2 separate regions of the Mus musculus genome follow, and region 1 is linked to region 2. The links are chromatin contacts, called in public Hi-C maps. All regions are on one chromosome and are shown on one strand. The core of a region is the stretch at or near the end of the contact, and the rest is flanking DNA. Distances in the headings are between cores, read along the strand shown. Region 1 has its middle 26 kb from the start of Lpp. Region 2 has its middle 12 kb from the start of Gm32126.

Evidence for each region. A called contact is a pair of places that touch in the nucleus more often than the background predicts.
Region 1: a Hi-C map of epidermal suprabasal cells shows a contact between it and region 2, with 2.0 times the contacts expected there. The contact joins two enhancer-like sites. A contact is called at or near these places in 1 of 15 datasets of contacts at CTCF or cohesin (the NIH/3T3 cell line), 2 of 484 Hi-C or Micro-C datasets (epidermal suprabasal cells and spermatogonial stem cells) and 2 of 115 datasets of contacts at active chromatin or transcription factors (bone marrow-derived macrophages and pancreatic cancer cells).

What each region holds. Positions count from the first base shown.
Region 1 is chr16:24,365,155-24,369,419 of GRCm38.p6, reverse strand. No RefSeq gene overlaps it. Among named protein-coding and RNA genes, the nearest start is that of Lpp, 26 kb to the left of the region's middle. Within about 2 kb of position 1,774, at least 23 of the 459 cell types and tissues checked have an H3K27ac peak or open chromatin away from gene starts, as enhancers often do. A contact at or near this core is called in epidermal suprabasal cells, where this site is marked.
Region 2 is chr16:24,145,198-24,149,503 of GRCm38.p6, reverse strand. No RefSeq gene overlaps it. Among named protein-coding and RNA genes, the nearest start is that of Gm32126, 12 kb to the left of the region's middle. Within about 2 kb of position 1,758, at least 7 of the 459 cell types and tissues checked have an H3K27ac peak or open chromatin away from gene starts, as enhancers often do. A contact at or near this core is called in epidermal suprabasal cells, where this site is marked.

The sequences.
Region 1 (4,265 bases), core at 525-3,024, 220 kb before region 2:
TGGGAGGTAGAGGCAGGCGATCTCTGAGTTCGAGGCCAGCCTGGTCTACAGAGTGAGTTCCAGGGCTATACAGAGAAACCATGTCTCAAAAAACAAACAAACAAACAAAAATGTGTAAAATTATGGCAACTCAAATTATTCATTCATAGAAACTATAGCACTGAAACTAATGCAAAGCCCTGCTTTCCACACACATCTAAAAGCAGGTTTTGTCCCTCACTGCTGGCTCTAACACTCTACCACAGCTTCTATTTCTTACAAGTGGTGAACTTGGGCCTGGAATCAGCATGCCTGTCAATACCCTAACACAGACCTATGAGGTCTAATCAACATCTTCAATCTTGATGTTTGTGAACCTAAAACTCTGTTAGAACTTAAGCCACAGGTAGATTATACACTATATATGTATGTGTGTGTGTGTGTGTGTATATATATATATATATATGTATATATATATATATATATATATATATATATATATATATATATATATATGCCTACTTGTTGCCATGGTCACCATAAACAGATTCATGGTTAATTTTAGAGAGTGAAATGGTCTATGTTTTGATATTCTTATATAAATCGTTGTGCACTAGTATTAAAAAAGCGTTGGCTTCCTTCCATCGGTAACTCACAGAAGAGAGAGACAAGTTTGTCCTTGTAAGTCCAGAGGGATAGGAATAAACTCAAAAGCTAGAGGTAGCTGAAGGCAGAGCTTAAGTAACATAATAATCACAGTAGTCTAACCATTATACAACTGGCAGCTGTGTGTGTGGCGGAGATCACTTGATTCTTTTGCAGAGGATCCAGGTTTTCTACCTAGTATCTGCACAGCTGCCTATGACTTCAACTCCAGGAGGTCTAACCTCCACTTCTAGACTCTGAGCGGATGCATATGTCTGCATACTCACATGGACACACATATATAATAATTAAATAACAGAAATAAATCTTTTAAAAATGGGGCAGACTGGATTCCTGACTAGTTCCTGAGATAGAATAACACCTGAGCTTCATGTGAGGAAGTTTTCAAAAGTTCATGTTTGTACTCAGATATCAATCGCTTTTACTGACTCAAAGCAAAAAAGCATGTCTCTCACAATAGCAGAACCCCTCCCTCCTCATTTAGGATTTCTAGAATGCAAAACAATTTGCACAATTAACGCAGCACCCATAACATCTTGGACCATCATTTGTGCAACTTTCTTACCAGAAGTAAGTATAGTCCAGTCTGCAAGAGTCTTGGCTGTTTTTGTCAGAATGCCCTCGATAGTGAGGGAACAAACTCGAATCCAAGGAATAAACCTCACCGGGCTTTTCAGATTCGGTTCATAGGGGGCAGAAGGATGTGATGGGTAGGGCAGAAAATGGCAACCTTAATGACGTTTCATTTATCCTTGAGTTTGGATCAGGCATGGGGCTCAGAGTTTTACTAAAATTTCTTTTGTCCTCTAGATAACTAAGTAAATAACAGAGTTCACTTGCCTTACATTACAAGTGAAGTTAGTAGGTTAAGGGGTCCCTCACCCACTTCCTAAATGGGTGACCCAGCTCGAAGCACGTCCTTAGACTCTAGCTCTCCCGGAGGAAGCCTTAGGCAGCAGGAAATAGTTCTTTCCTAAAGTTTAAAAGAATGCTGATTTAGTGTTCTCTTTCTACATAATTTGTATCAGCTGGGCAACACCTCCCATCCACCTCCCCCTCGGGGAGTCCCTGGGGGAAAGAACTATTCTGATTTCCAAAACTCGCTTGCCTGGCCAGATGCCTGCCTGTTCGGTGCTCCATGCTCACTCCTGACCCAGGAATTTAGATTACTTACTTACTAGCCCCTCCCAACCACCTTCCCCATTTCTAGCTCTAAAAATTTGCATGAGATCCAACAAAGGAAGTAGTTATTACCTGGGTGATGCGTGTTAAGGAATTTCTTTCAATAGCAGAGAATCCCTATCTCCTTTAGTTTTATTTTCAAGCTTTTCCTGTTCTGTTCGCGTGCATTTTTGGTATGATTAGAAGGTGTTAGAATAGGGAGGGGCTTTATTTATTCCCAGGGTGTTTTTGGCATAAGCAAGAACTACTGTGTGAGAGCTTCCCCCACACAGGAGCGTCACAGACACCTCTCGGAGGGTGTGAGCAGAGCCCTCCTCAGGCTTTTGCTGAGAAGATAGCAGCTTGCCACGTGGGACTGGAGGTGATAGGGAAGGTGATGGGAGCCAGCTGGAAAGAGCTTAGTGTTAGGCATCATGAGATTCCCTTCCAGAGCAGCCCCTAAGTCATGGTGTGGGATGTGGTCCACTTGGCCTGCTCTTCAACAGGCAGATGGCTAGTGACCCAAGACTTCTTTCACCTCCGAGCCTTTGATGATGCATAGCCAGAGGACTAGAGAGTATTGGTCTGTAGTACTTGACTATCTAATTAATGCTTGATGTCTGATTTCTGGTCCTTTCTTTGGCCGGAATCAGAAATCACCCCAAGAGTGTCTCTGACAAATGGTTACTTCTTGTTTGTTTCACCTTTTCTGATGAGCAGAAGTTTGTAGCATTTGTGTAGCGAGCTGTCCCATTCTTGAACAGTATGTAGTTGGAACATAATACTATAAACACCATCTTTCTATAATCCAGTAGAAAATGTTTACAGGTGGGTAGGAGACTAGGGATTTAACCCAGTTGTTAGAGTGCTTGTCTAGCATGCGTAAAGCCCAGAATTCAAACTCTACCTTCCTCATAAACTGGGCATTGTAGCCGAACCTATAATCCCAGTAATCAGGGGCTAGAGGCAGGCAAATGAGAGATTTAAGATTATCTTAATCTCCTTGGCTATATAGCCTGCACTAGTGACCCTGTCTCCAAAAAGAAAAAGAAAAAAACAACAAAACCATTTATCTTTCTGACACTTAAATAAAGCCCATTTGTCCTGCACATTTTACAGGACAAATCACCTTCTTTCAGGGTCATTGGTTGCAAGCACCAAAATGGACTCTGTTTTTTCATTCAAAGAGGGTTAGTTGAGACCACTTATACGACCAAAAGAATGGGCTTAGACAGGAGACAAAGATCTGCATTCAAGGTCATATGTCAGGAGAAATCTGGTCCACTGCAGTTGCTTTGAACTTCGATTGTCTTACCTTTTGGCCCCTGATCCTTGCTCATTAAAGAGTCAAAGTCCTAGAATACGATTGGTCAAGCCCTACTTGTGTGATTCAAGTCCAGCTTTCTTTTTTCTTCTAAAGAGACAATCATAAACCTTTGTCAGTGAACATCTAGTACTGTTCTATATCTTAATATGGTCCCTTCTAACAACCCACTTCTGTCCTCTAGAGGAGAACACAATTATCCTCTAAAAGACGAGCTTTGTAACAGTGAACACATTCTACCCTCAGATCCAGTTGCAGCTTCCAGCTTGTTAATTTTGTGTATAGCTGTGTACTTCCACAATCTTCACTAAAGCCCTCCAGTATCGCTTAATGAACTTTTTTAATTGGCTCTTTTAAAATAGTAGCGCAATCAGCCTCCTCATTTGATTCATGAACAAAACTCTCCAGAAAGGCTGAAAGGGAAAGTGTGAATCATAGTTTAAGGAGATGCTTTTTAATGTGCCGTAAGACCAACAGGCACATCCATCAGTGTGCACTCCAGGGCACGCTACATACCTTCATGATGGAAAGTGAGCAGAATCCCGTCTCACCAGAGGCGATAAAGTTTTGAACCTCAGATACAAGATGACATTTTGTTTTTGGAAATGCCTGCCTCTGAGAACGATGAGGGTGAAGCTTCAACACAGGGCTTCCGAGGGCCTGTGTACAGAAGTGACCCCTGGCTCTCTGTAGCAAGTGGTACATAACAATGAGACCACAGCCTTGGTAATGTGGGCAACGTCTTTCGACAGACACCTGTTTGAAGAACATCAATCCTTAGAGAGTTAAGACTTTTGAAAGGGTCTTTAGAAATAGCACGAATGTACTCGTACATGCCCCGAACTTAAGAGAAAGAAAATTAATCTGACCCCAGAGGTGAGTATCCTGGTGTATGTGATATTGCACAGAGGGTTAAAGATGGAGGAAAGGTTCCTCCCCTATGATATCTGAAGGGATCACATGAGTGCAGACTTGGATTTAATAAGTCACATGTTTTTTTTTTCTTTTCTTTTCCTTTTCTTTCTTTTTCTTTATTTCTTTTTTTTTGCTACCATGGTTAACTAATGTTTTTATGTGCAAGATGCATGTGTTTCTTTAGAATGTAAAAACTATATGACTCATTATTGCTCCTTTT
Region 2 (4,306 bases), core at 509-3,008:
TTCTATAAAGTAGCCAGGCAATGGAGTATTCTAGGCAAATGGAAAATTCTGGTTCATCTGGTTACCATCCATATCATTTGAGATTCTTGGTTTCCAAAGACATAATTACAACACACTTTGCTGAACGCTAAAATGATAGTGTGACTTAAGCTTTCTTTGGTGATTCACAAGGCGCTTCGGGGTCTGTCAGCACCCGATAGCATAATTACCTTCTTAGCTCCTCATTTTCTAGGACCCAGAGTGGAAATGTAGAAAGCGTGGAAACCTGGGAGGTAACTATAGGACACCCCAACCAGACCGTTGACATTGCTGGCCCTGGAGGCGTGTGTTATCTTTTAGTTTGTTGACAAACAAAATTGCAGCATCAGACATTCTATATATTGCTGGGTGTATTGTTGGTTTTTGCATTACTAATACTCTTCTTCTCAAGAGTAACGAGGAATCAGGCCACAGTGACTCATACCTGTAATTGCAGCTCTTAATAGGCTGAGGCAGGAGGATTTTCAAGAGTGAAAGGGAAGTTTGGAATACATAATGTGTTCCAGGCTGGAACTCTCTGGTGATCTGGACCTGGTTTCTCTTTCTGAGTTTCAGAATGAAGGGTCTCTGGTCTCCAATACTTATTCCTCCTGCCTTTGATCCTGGGCCTGGAAACCTGCTGCTTGCAGGAGACACCAGTGGCTGGGATCACAGTCTAGACTGAAGGCAAGACTCTGTAAGATTCCAGGGTCTGTCAGACCCTGCTGCCCTGCTGGAGCAGTACATCGGGTGTCCTGGCTTCTAGATTGTACCTTTACTGTTCCAGGTGACTTCTCAGAGAAATCTGAATGTGGGTCTGTGTGTGAACATTTTCCTATTTTCTACAAAGAGACTTCATCACAGAGGCTCCGTAGAGGAAGTCATTGCGGTTCCGTGTCCAGTCCTCCGTGAGGGTGGAGCTACTGCCAAACGTCTTCTGCTAGTGGTCCTCTAGGTAAGAATGAGATGCAAGTCCACAAGCTCTCCAGTAGTCTCCAATTCCTGCAGTGCATTCTAAACTGTGGATGTTGGCATTTGGGGATAGCAACAGGGTTTCACTATATATATATATATATATATATATATATATATATATATATATATATATATATATATATATATATATATATATATATAAAGCAGGTCAGGTCCCTAGAGGTGGTCACTCCTTCTTTCTCACATCTTTCAACATCTTGGGGGACGGACGGACAAAAAAACCAACCTCTTTTCTTCTCTTACCCACACTTTGATCTCCAGTGCCCTGTGCTTGAACCCTGTGTTTGAGCAGTTTTCCTGACTGACATGGTGGATCTGTCTGTTGACCAGACTTCCTCCCTTATAAAGTGGTCTGTCCTTCCTTTAGCCTTCAGTGCCTCATCCACATGGCTTTCTCTCTGCACTGCATATTACTTACTGACAGCATATTGGCATGTCACTGATTGTCTCCCGTGTGTAGACTCCCTGAAGACAGGAGGCATTGTATTGTTCCTTATGTTCTCCATATCACTTAAGATAGGGTTGAGCACATGGCTGCATCTAGATCGGCCTCTGGCTTGACATGAACCTCAAATGAACTTCTTCTCTAGCTAGGCAGAGAGGGAATGGCTTGCCTTCAACTTTTCTCCTCAACTGAAAGTAGAGTTAAGGATTATTTCTGTCTTGATATCTGACCTAAGTCTGTACAAGTCTCTCCTAAACTCTACACCCACAGGGACCAAGAAAGATCAAAGATGGCCACTGGACCCATGTATGGTAGTAGTGCATATATATCACACTGAGACTTCTCATGGTCCTGGAAATTTACAGGAATGTATAGTCATGTTGTTCCTGAGCCAACTCAGAACCTGTTTTGCTGGAGGTTTCTTCCCTTGGCAAGTATGTTGATGTATTATGAACGTTGCCAACTAGGATGGGCGGGCACTCTGACTGTGCCCAAGATTTTTTTTTTTTAATCCTAGTATAGCTGTCTTTCATGTCAGGAGACTGCACACTTTTTGATCTCTATTCGTGAACCTGGAAGCTCTCTGAGTTATCTCAAGCAACCAGGCTAAGTAAAATCTCTGATTCCAATGTCAATAATCCTTTGTGATTCATTGACTCTTAGACTCAAAGCCATCAGGTCTGGAAATAAGCTTAAAAACCATTTCCTCCCTTTCTTCTCTTCAAAGATCAGGTATCAGATCATAGCTAGCTTACTTTTAAAATGGAGGATCAGCTATCTTCCATTCATGCAATAGTAATCTATCTATCTGTCCATTTTCCATCTAATGATCTACCTACTTGAGTGTTCATTAAATACCCACTAATACTAGGCACACAGTTCATGCTTAGGCATACAGCTCATGCTAGTTCTAGCTATAAAAGCATGAATAAGGTATGATGCCTGCTCCCAACAGTTTATTATACATACATAGACACACAAATACGTCTGATTCAATATGATGTGTACATTATGACATGTATGAACCAAGCATGTTAGGACCATACAGAAGGTTATAACTAATCTGATCTGCCTTAAGATGGTTGAGGAAAAAAACTTTAAAAAGTAACACACAAGAAAAACAAAAAGCCCCGGAGAAAGGAAGAGAAAGAAAAGCAAGGAGTAACGACCACAGAGGTAAATATCCCATCCGAATGCCCAGCCTTAGATAAGTGCAGTATTCCATGAGAGCAGTGGGCAGGAGATGGGCATTCTGAGGAAGGCTGAGACTCAGGTGGAGAACTGGTCCTGTTGACTGGGAAGCCGATTTGGGAGGCTAGTGTGGAGCCCTTCACATCTGTCCTGAGTATTTGGGTTTTAGCCAGGCATCAACAAGGAGCTTTGAAAGTTTGCAGAGGGGCCAATGTCATCTGTTTCGTCAGTATCACAACAACCAATGGTTCTTCTTAGGGCTTCTCACCTCATTCCCTACCCTAAACATCTCTAGCCCATGACCCTCCTTCCCCAGCTTCTTATTTCATATAACCTTGACATTTTAACCTCTCTCTCTCTCTCTCTCTCTCTCTCTCTCTCTCTCTCTCTCTCTCTCTCCTCTATATATTTTGTCCTCTCTCTCTTGGCCTCCTTTTGTCCTCTCTCTCTTGGCCTCCTTTGCCTGCCCTCTCTCTTCATTCCCCTCCCTCTTTCCTCTCATCACCCAATCTAGTCTACCAGCCATGTTCAATCAGCTACTTTCCCTGATCTGGACTCTTCTCGATGCCTCTGGATTTTCTCTCCCTCAGGTCTACAATAAACGACAACCCCATCAACCATACCTTGGAGTGGTCTTGCTTGCCCTTAGTTTGTACAACACTCCACTGAAATTTGTGAAGATCTCTTGGGCCACAGTAAGAAAAGATGGATGGTGTTGCTAAGCAGAGGGATTAAGATTGTTATGCTAAACCACCAGAAGAAGCATTCAACACATGCCACCAGAAGAAGCATTCAACACATGCACCAGGTTGTGTCTCCCTTTTGCTTATAGTTCTTCATACAATTCCCTGCCCCATCTTGCGGTGTCTTCCTCATTGGTCGCTGTTGACTTTCTTACTTTGCTTGTAAACCAGTACTTGTTACTACATTAAAGAATTAATTTCTTTGCAACGTCTTCCACCATAAGAAGAGAGAAGGTGCTAGAGCAGAAGGCTTCTATGTCCTATGCTCCTCAGGGACGCCAGGCTTAACAAGTGAGCACATGTTCCCAAGAGATTGGTAGATAGACCTTGACCTTGAAGAATGGCTAGGATGAAGAAGTTGCCCCACAAAGGCAGACAGTCTGCTATATATTCTTCCAAGTTCAATACAGTTTATGAGTGGGTAAAGCTGGCCTCAGTCAAGAGGGGACAAGTCCCTTCTCACCAACAGCATTTGATCTCCACATCTGAGAACTTTTATGGTCCCTGATTTTGCTAATGCTCATTGTTATTTGTGTTTCCACATTACCATTCTCTGGAATACAACCTCTAGGGCCCTTCAGCCTTGTGCTCCTGTGCATCAGTTCCATGGCTGTCACTGGCTGGCTAGGGCTTTATTTGCACAATTGTAAAATGAGAGCATTAGCCAAGGATCTAAAAGATGCTATATAACTTACATGCTTTGAGTCTATTTTTTTCCTAGCTAAGGTAAGAGTTCATCTGTTTTCATTTTCCTAAAAATATACAATAATTATATACAAAATTTCAATAATTTTTATGTTTCTTCATTATGTCTCAACTTTTAGCTGTAGTTTTACCATCAGAACATATGTATAGGCATGAGTCCCACTGCCACTTGTGAACATTATTTGTCATGACTTTTATGTTGCCACAA